Regions from separate parts of the Mus musculus genome. Here region 1 is linked to region 2. Evidence: chromatin contacts called from public Hi-C data. All regions are on one chromosome and are shown on one strand. The core of a region is the stretch at or near the end of the contact, and the rest is flanking DNA. Distances in the headings are between cores, read along the strand shown.

What was found. A called contact is a pair of places that touch in the nucleus more often than the background predicts.
Region 1: a contact with region 2 is called in a Hi-C map of CD8 T cells, with 2.5 times the contacts expected there. A contact is called at or near these places in 4 of 39 promoter capture datasets (the C10 cell line, liver, neutrophils and 1 more), 42 of 484 Hi-C or Micro-C datasets (B cells, the C3H10T1/2 cell line, CD4 T cells and 28 more), 16 of 130 datasets of targeted methods (the 230-238 cell line, CD8 T cells, the HPC-7 cell line and 10 more) and 3 of 9 other capture datasets (adipose tissue, liver and pancreatic islet).

The regions. Positions count from the first base shown.
Region 1 is chr19:18,630,456-18,633,358 of GRCm38.p6, reverse strand. Nmrk1 (nicotinamide riboside kinase 1) reads right to left here and starts at 1,343. Exons shown (of 9, transcript NM_145497.2): 1 at 1,278-1,343. It overlaps Ostf1 (osteoclast stimulating factor 1), which reads left to right and starts at 1,546. Exons shown (of 10, transcript NM_017375.3): 1 at 1,546-1,739. The coding sequence starts at 1,706.
Region 2 is chr19:18,581,824-18,584,798 of GRCm38.p6, reverse strand. Ostf1 (osteoclast stimulating factor 1) reads left to right here. Exons shown (of 10, transcript NM_017375.3): 9 at 56-157. Among named protein-coding and RNA genes, the nearest start is that of Ostf1, 49 kb to the left of the region's middle.

The sequences.
Region 1 (2,903 bases), core at 94-2,593, 49 kb before region 2:
CTATCTTTGATTTAATCCCAGTGAAATGTTAAATCTTCTTCATAGTTGGCTTATGTTTATATTCAATCTATTCCACTCTGAACAGAGACTTCTAAAGCACAGAATGATTCCCAGGAGGATGGGAAGAGTCAGCAGGCGGCAAGAACTCCACCATCAATCAAATCTGAGAAACACAAGAGCAAACACACATGCTCTTCAGATGACTTCAAGGCCCAGGTTTCAGGACTTCCGTGAGGTTCAGGCTACAGTTATCTGGATACGCTCCCATGAATAGGACTAATTTCAACTTTGAACCCTTTTGGTAAGCAGAAATCCCCCACAGGTAGAGTTCCTGGTAAGCAAGGCCTGGGGGCATAGCCATGACCAAGCTCCTGCTAACCTTTGCCCCTTGAAGTTTCAGTCACTTTTTTCCCCGTAAATTAACCTTCAATAGACATGTTGAAGGTCCATTTTGTGGAGGTTCTTTTTTAAAAAGTTGCTTTCTTACATTTGTATCTAGGTTGCGGTGCATGTGTGTGGGCAGGTGCATGCCATGGTTCACCACAGAACACATGCTCAGGTCATAGGTCTCCTGGGAGTTCTCTTTCCAAAGTGTGGGTGCTAGAGGCTGAACTCTGCTCATCAGGTTTGGCAGCAGGGGCAGCTGGACCATTGTGCTGACCCTGTAGTTTCTTACATAACCAGTATTTTCATTTTTATTACCCCTAATATACAATAGGCATATAATATTGACTGTGACATTGTGAGTTTACTTATGTGTGAACATAAACTCTCGTGTTGGGCAACTTGTATAAAGTACCAGCCAGTAGTATAGTTTTGACTTCGCGGGTAACTATTCAACTCTGAAATTGTAATAAGAAAGCCAATGCATAAGCAAACGAGCATGCTGTGTTCTAATAAAATTTTATGGTCACGGAAATCTAAGTTTCCCCTAACTTTCGTGTGCCACAAAATACTATGCTTTTGTCTCAGCTATTTAAAAAACGCCAAAAGCACTGTTAGAAGTCTTTATAAAAGCCAGGCAGCAAGTGGGTTGGAGTTTGTTAACCAGATGCTGTAGAAAAAGCTGTCCTGTCCCGTGGGGGATCAAGACCCGATTCTCCAGCTAGCAAATGTGGGGTCTCCTACAGCTAGCAGTGTCTAGTTGCTTTTTAGGAGCATCTAAGTCCCACCGCGGTTTCCCTAGACACGATCAGGTTCCTGGTACATACAGCGAAGGAGACTCTTGAAGATTCCCAGGCCTCGCCGTGTGTACGCAGCAGGCAGTGGGTACTCACCGAAGCGGGTTCGAATCCTTCCCAGCAGGGTCGCAGAGCAAGCTTCAAGAGCGTTTCATGCCTACCACTGCCCGGTGCTCACCTAGGCAGCGAAGTCCACTGCGCTTTCATAGCCTCCCCTACGCAGGGCCTGAGGGCGTGGCTACTGTAAAGCTCCTCCCCCAAGAGAAAGGCGGGGCTCCGGCGTGCCGGAGCAGGCTGGACCTCTGAGGTTCGGCCGGGCTCCCCGCCGCAGCCAATCAGCAGCCGGCGAGGCGCGGCCACTTCCTGGTGGGAAGGCCGGGCTGTCTGCGGAGCTCGCTGGTCCGAGTGTCCCGCATCGGGTTGCGCGCGGATCCGGAGCGGCCGCGGCCAGCGCAGGCTTGGCGCCCAGTTCTCGTGTGCGTGTGGGGCTCCCGCGGCTGAGCCTGGTCGCTCCGTGTAGCGCCATGTCCAAGCCACCTCCCAAACCGGTCAAACCAGGTAAGAGTGGTGTGCGCTGCGCGTGCGGGTCTCCAGGCTGCGGGACCCGGTGCTCGAGTTCCCGAGGAGCGTCCTCGGACTCTGTCCACACGGCTCGCCAGGACGTTCTAGCGGTGTGGTGGCAGCACCTCGGTCGCGGCCACTTCCTCATATTTCGCCCTGTCGCTGTCAAGTTGGAGTTCTTGACCGGCAGGCGAACGGGAAGTGCGCTGCGGCTGGGTGGGGTTTGCGCCCGGGCTGGAGCGGGCCAGGGACCCGAGGTCTCCCGGGAGCTTTGGAGAGCTGCTCGGGCGCTGCCAGCGGGACAGCCGGGCTGCAACCCTCTCGGCTCCTAGCTTTAGGCAGTGTCGCTCTGTCATGCATCCTAGTGTTTTTGCTTAGGGTGACTCTCGCGAACTAAACTGGAGAGAGTACGAAGTTCCTCAAAGCAGTTTTCTTGACCGCCCTTCCTGGTTCACTTTTAAAAACGTTGTTCTTAGAGTGTTTTCTGTGATATGGAGAAACGAGACTAAATAAACTCGTGGGAATTTTCATTTGGATAGGGAATTGACAGGGATCGTAAAAAAATGGGAGATGAATGTTTGATGAATTCCCAGACCCCTTTTCCTAATCTCCTGCAGCTTTGGTATTACAAAGGCTGAAAGCCATTTACATCAACTTTTATAGCTGCTTATGCTGCTGCTTCAGTGATTTTTTTTTTTTTTTTTTTTTGCCCTTGAGGTTGTTTTATTGGTTTTGCTTTGCTTGTTTGTTTGTTTTACTAAAGTGACAGTCACTTCAACTTCAATAATTATCCAGTTTCCTTCTTTTGTGGCAGCATCAAGCCCCTGACTTTGAAAATAATGCACACATATTTGTGAAACAGGCATTCGCTGTCGACGTAAATTCTGTAGGGCCGGAATATGAAGGAAGTGGCTCAGACTGGCTTTGGCCTGAGCAGAGGCTGGGCGGGTGCTGGTTGAGGCTGCCCTCGACGTGAAATCTGAGAAGTTTGCAATTTGCAATTTAGATGCGGATGTATGAGGTGGCAGTTTTGTAAACTCTGCTGTAAGTCAGTAAGTACCTCGAGGGTCCAACTAAGCTGAGTTCTTTGATGGCTGAACAAAGCTCTTGATTTTGAAGAATGTGCCGAGAATCGGTTCGTGAAGTTTTTCATTCCCCCAG
Region 2 (2,975 bases), core at 464-2,963:
CAGCTGCTGGGTGCTGTTCTGCAGACACGTGACTTCTGTTTCCTGTGTTGGGAAGGTGCGAGGACAGACTTGAGAAACAATGAGAAGAAGCTGGCCTTGGACATGGCCACCAACGCTGCCTGTGCATCGCTCCTGAAGAAGAAGCAGCAGGGAACAGGTATTGTCTTAAATCCTTCTTGTGCTTATGATCAAGACTTTGCAAGGTTTTACTGCAAAGGGCGAGTTTCCCCCCATATGATAAATGATTCTCAATTTTGAATATATACCATTGGTCTAAATCAGATCTAAAGTAAAACGATAGTATCAAGCAAACCCATCTGAAGTCAGATGGAGCCTTTCATGTCGTCATTTCCTTTGCTCTTTGCTAATAATGGTATGCTTTCCAGCATGGCAGCATGGCTCTGTGAGTGACCGAAGGTAGATGTAACTAAAACTCACCACTCCATGATTACCTTGAGCTTTAGACTTAATGAACATAGCAATCAACCACACCTGAAGTTTTTCTAGGCTTTGCCAAAGACTGGAATCTATTCACAATATTGTGAATGGTTCTTCAAGTTTAGAAATGAGGTACAAATTCTTCAAGATTAAAATACAGATGTGGGAAGATAAATGTGAACGGAATGAAGGTTTTACATGGTGGTTGTTTCAAAAGAAAGAAAGGGATTGTCTTTGTTGTTCTGTGTTATAAAAAAATTCTCTGTTATAAAAAAAAAGAAAACATTTAATTGGGGGGCTTCTTACAGTTTCAGAAGAGTCCATGATCATGATTATGTTGGCAGGGAACATAGTCACAGGCAGGAAAACGTGGTGCTAGAGATGTAGCCGGGAGCTTTGAGTCCTATTCTACAGTAAGCAGAGAGAGAAAGACAGACAAATAGACATATGTACATACAGACAGACACAGACTCAGCCTAGCATAGGCTTTTGAAACCGCAGTGCCCACAGCCAGCAACACACCTCTTCCAAGAAGGGCACACCTCCTAATACTTTGCAAGCAGCAACCAAGCACACAGTGTATTAGCCATTCATCATGTGGGTTGGGTGATGTGAGGGTTGGGGGATATGATTCTCATTCGGACCACCACAGGGTTTAAAATGCAAGCCATGTGTCCCTACACAGAGGCCAGCTCTTTGCTGCCCTCGCTGCTGTCCTGTGACTGTGTGCTTTACCTTCTCGGTCACATTCACCTCACCTTTCTCTCTCTCCATCACTGTGCCTTTCTCCCTCCCACCCAGTCATCCTTATTCCCTGGCCTGTGTCAAAACCCCGAGTTTAGTCCCCTGCCTGAGCCTGAGAAACAGTAAGCGTTCTCCTTGTCTTTGGGGTTTAGGAGAACCTCCTAAATTATCCTCCTTGCCCATTGCTAAGTCCCATCATACATAAGCCTGCCCATGAGCCCGCTGCCCCTTTGTATTGCCTTCCACTTCAGTTCACCCACAGTGGAAACCAGCCTGGAGCTTGGTGCTTTAACCATGGTTAATACTCATCAGAAGAACTGGTGTTTCTCTAAAGACAGTCATTTATTGATGTGAGCTCTGGAGGGAATGACAAAGTGTTTGTTAGCTTAGCTGGTGCTGCCCAGACACTGCGTGGGACAAAAAGTAGAAACCATGTTTGTTAGTGGGTGGGTGGCTTTTGCTTGAGGTTGACCTCCCAGTCCGTCCTGTCCAGTTGGGTGAGGAAGGAAGGCTGTGGCCTAACTTCCTTTCTTTGCCACTGACTTCCTGTTGCTAGACTCCAGCCTTCAAGGAGACTCTACTGCACTGTAAGGTTCCTTACGTGCTAAAGGTTCTCGTTCTCTGTCTCTCGTGCTTGGTCCTGACCAGCAAGTTGTCTGCAATAGGATCTTTGCTTTCTAGCTTGATAGGGTTCTAGGTCCATCTTCGTATGGTCCCCAGACAGAGCAGGTCATATTTCCAGGGAAGTCTGGGCTCTGCTAGTGAGAGACCTGGATTTGGCTGCCATCAATTGAATTCTAACAGTGTTTGCTCTCGAATTACATTTTCCTTCTCAGGAAATTTGTTACTGTAAGAATTTGATGAACACAGCCGAAGAGGCAGCAGTTAGATTAGCCATCTTCCCTTTGACCCCTGTGCAAGATTGTTTTAGTTAGCATTTGATAGAGTCCAGATTTTCATTGATTTTTTAATTTTTTCTAAATTTCAGCCTCTTGCTACTTCTTAAAGTTACTTTTTCCTGAAATGAAACGGAAGCATCTGTATCCTCACCCCCTCTCCCTCATTGCTCACCTTTCTGTGTCCTGCCTTCAGGGACCGCACAGGCTGTGCGCTGACTGACATGGAGTGGCTGCTGATACTCCGTGTTGGCCGCGGTGCCTGTGGCTGGTGGCTTTGTGCTGGGGTTGGACAGGTGGGGTTGGACATTGCCAGCGACTTGGCAGCCCCTCGCAGTGAGGCTCTGCAGGTTGGAAAGTAGTGATGGGAAGGGTCACAGAGAGCGCATAATCCCTGGATCAGGGAGGATTGTGGTTCCTTTCTTTCTTTTTTTTCTTTTTTTAATTTTGTAATTATATTTAGGTATAGAAAACTTAGTGTACATTTAACCCAATTTAGTGGCAAGTTCTTTAGCCTTTGCGTTTTCCAGCTTGGCAATGCGAGCCACAGACTTAGGACCCAGGACATTGCCTCCCCAGTGGTGACAGATCTCGTCATATCTGTCATTATAATTGGTCCTAATGGCTTCCACCAGCTTAGCCAGAGCACCCTTGTCTTCCGAGTTAACCTGTGTGAAAGCAACTGTGGTGCATGTCTTCCTGTGGACCAGGTGCCCCAGCCTGGCCTTTCCCTTGATGATGCAGTAGGGCACCCCCATCTTTCGACACAGGCAGGTAGGAAAACCACCAGCTCAATGTGGTCACCAGCTGAGCCTTCTTGTTCTCCACCAAGGTGGTGACTGTATTGACTCCTGCTTGGAGGACAGGTGGTCTCTTAGTTGGGATGTCCCCTTTGCC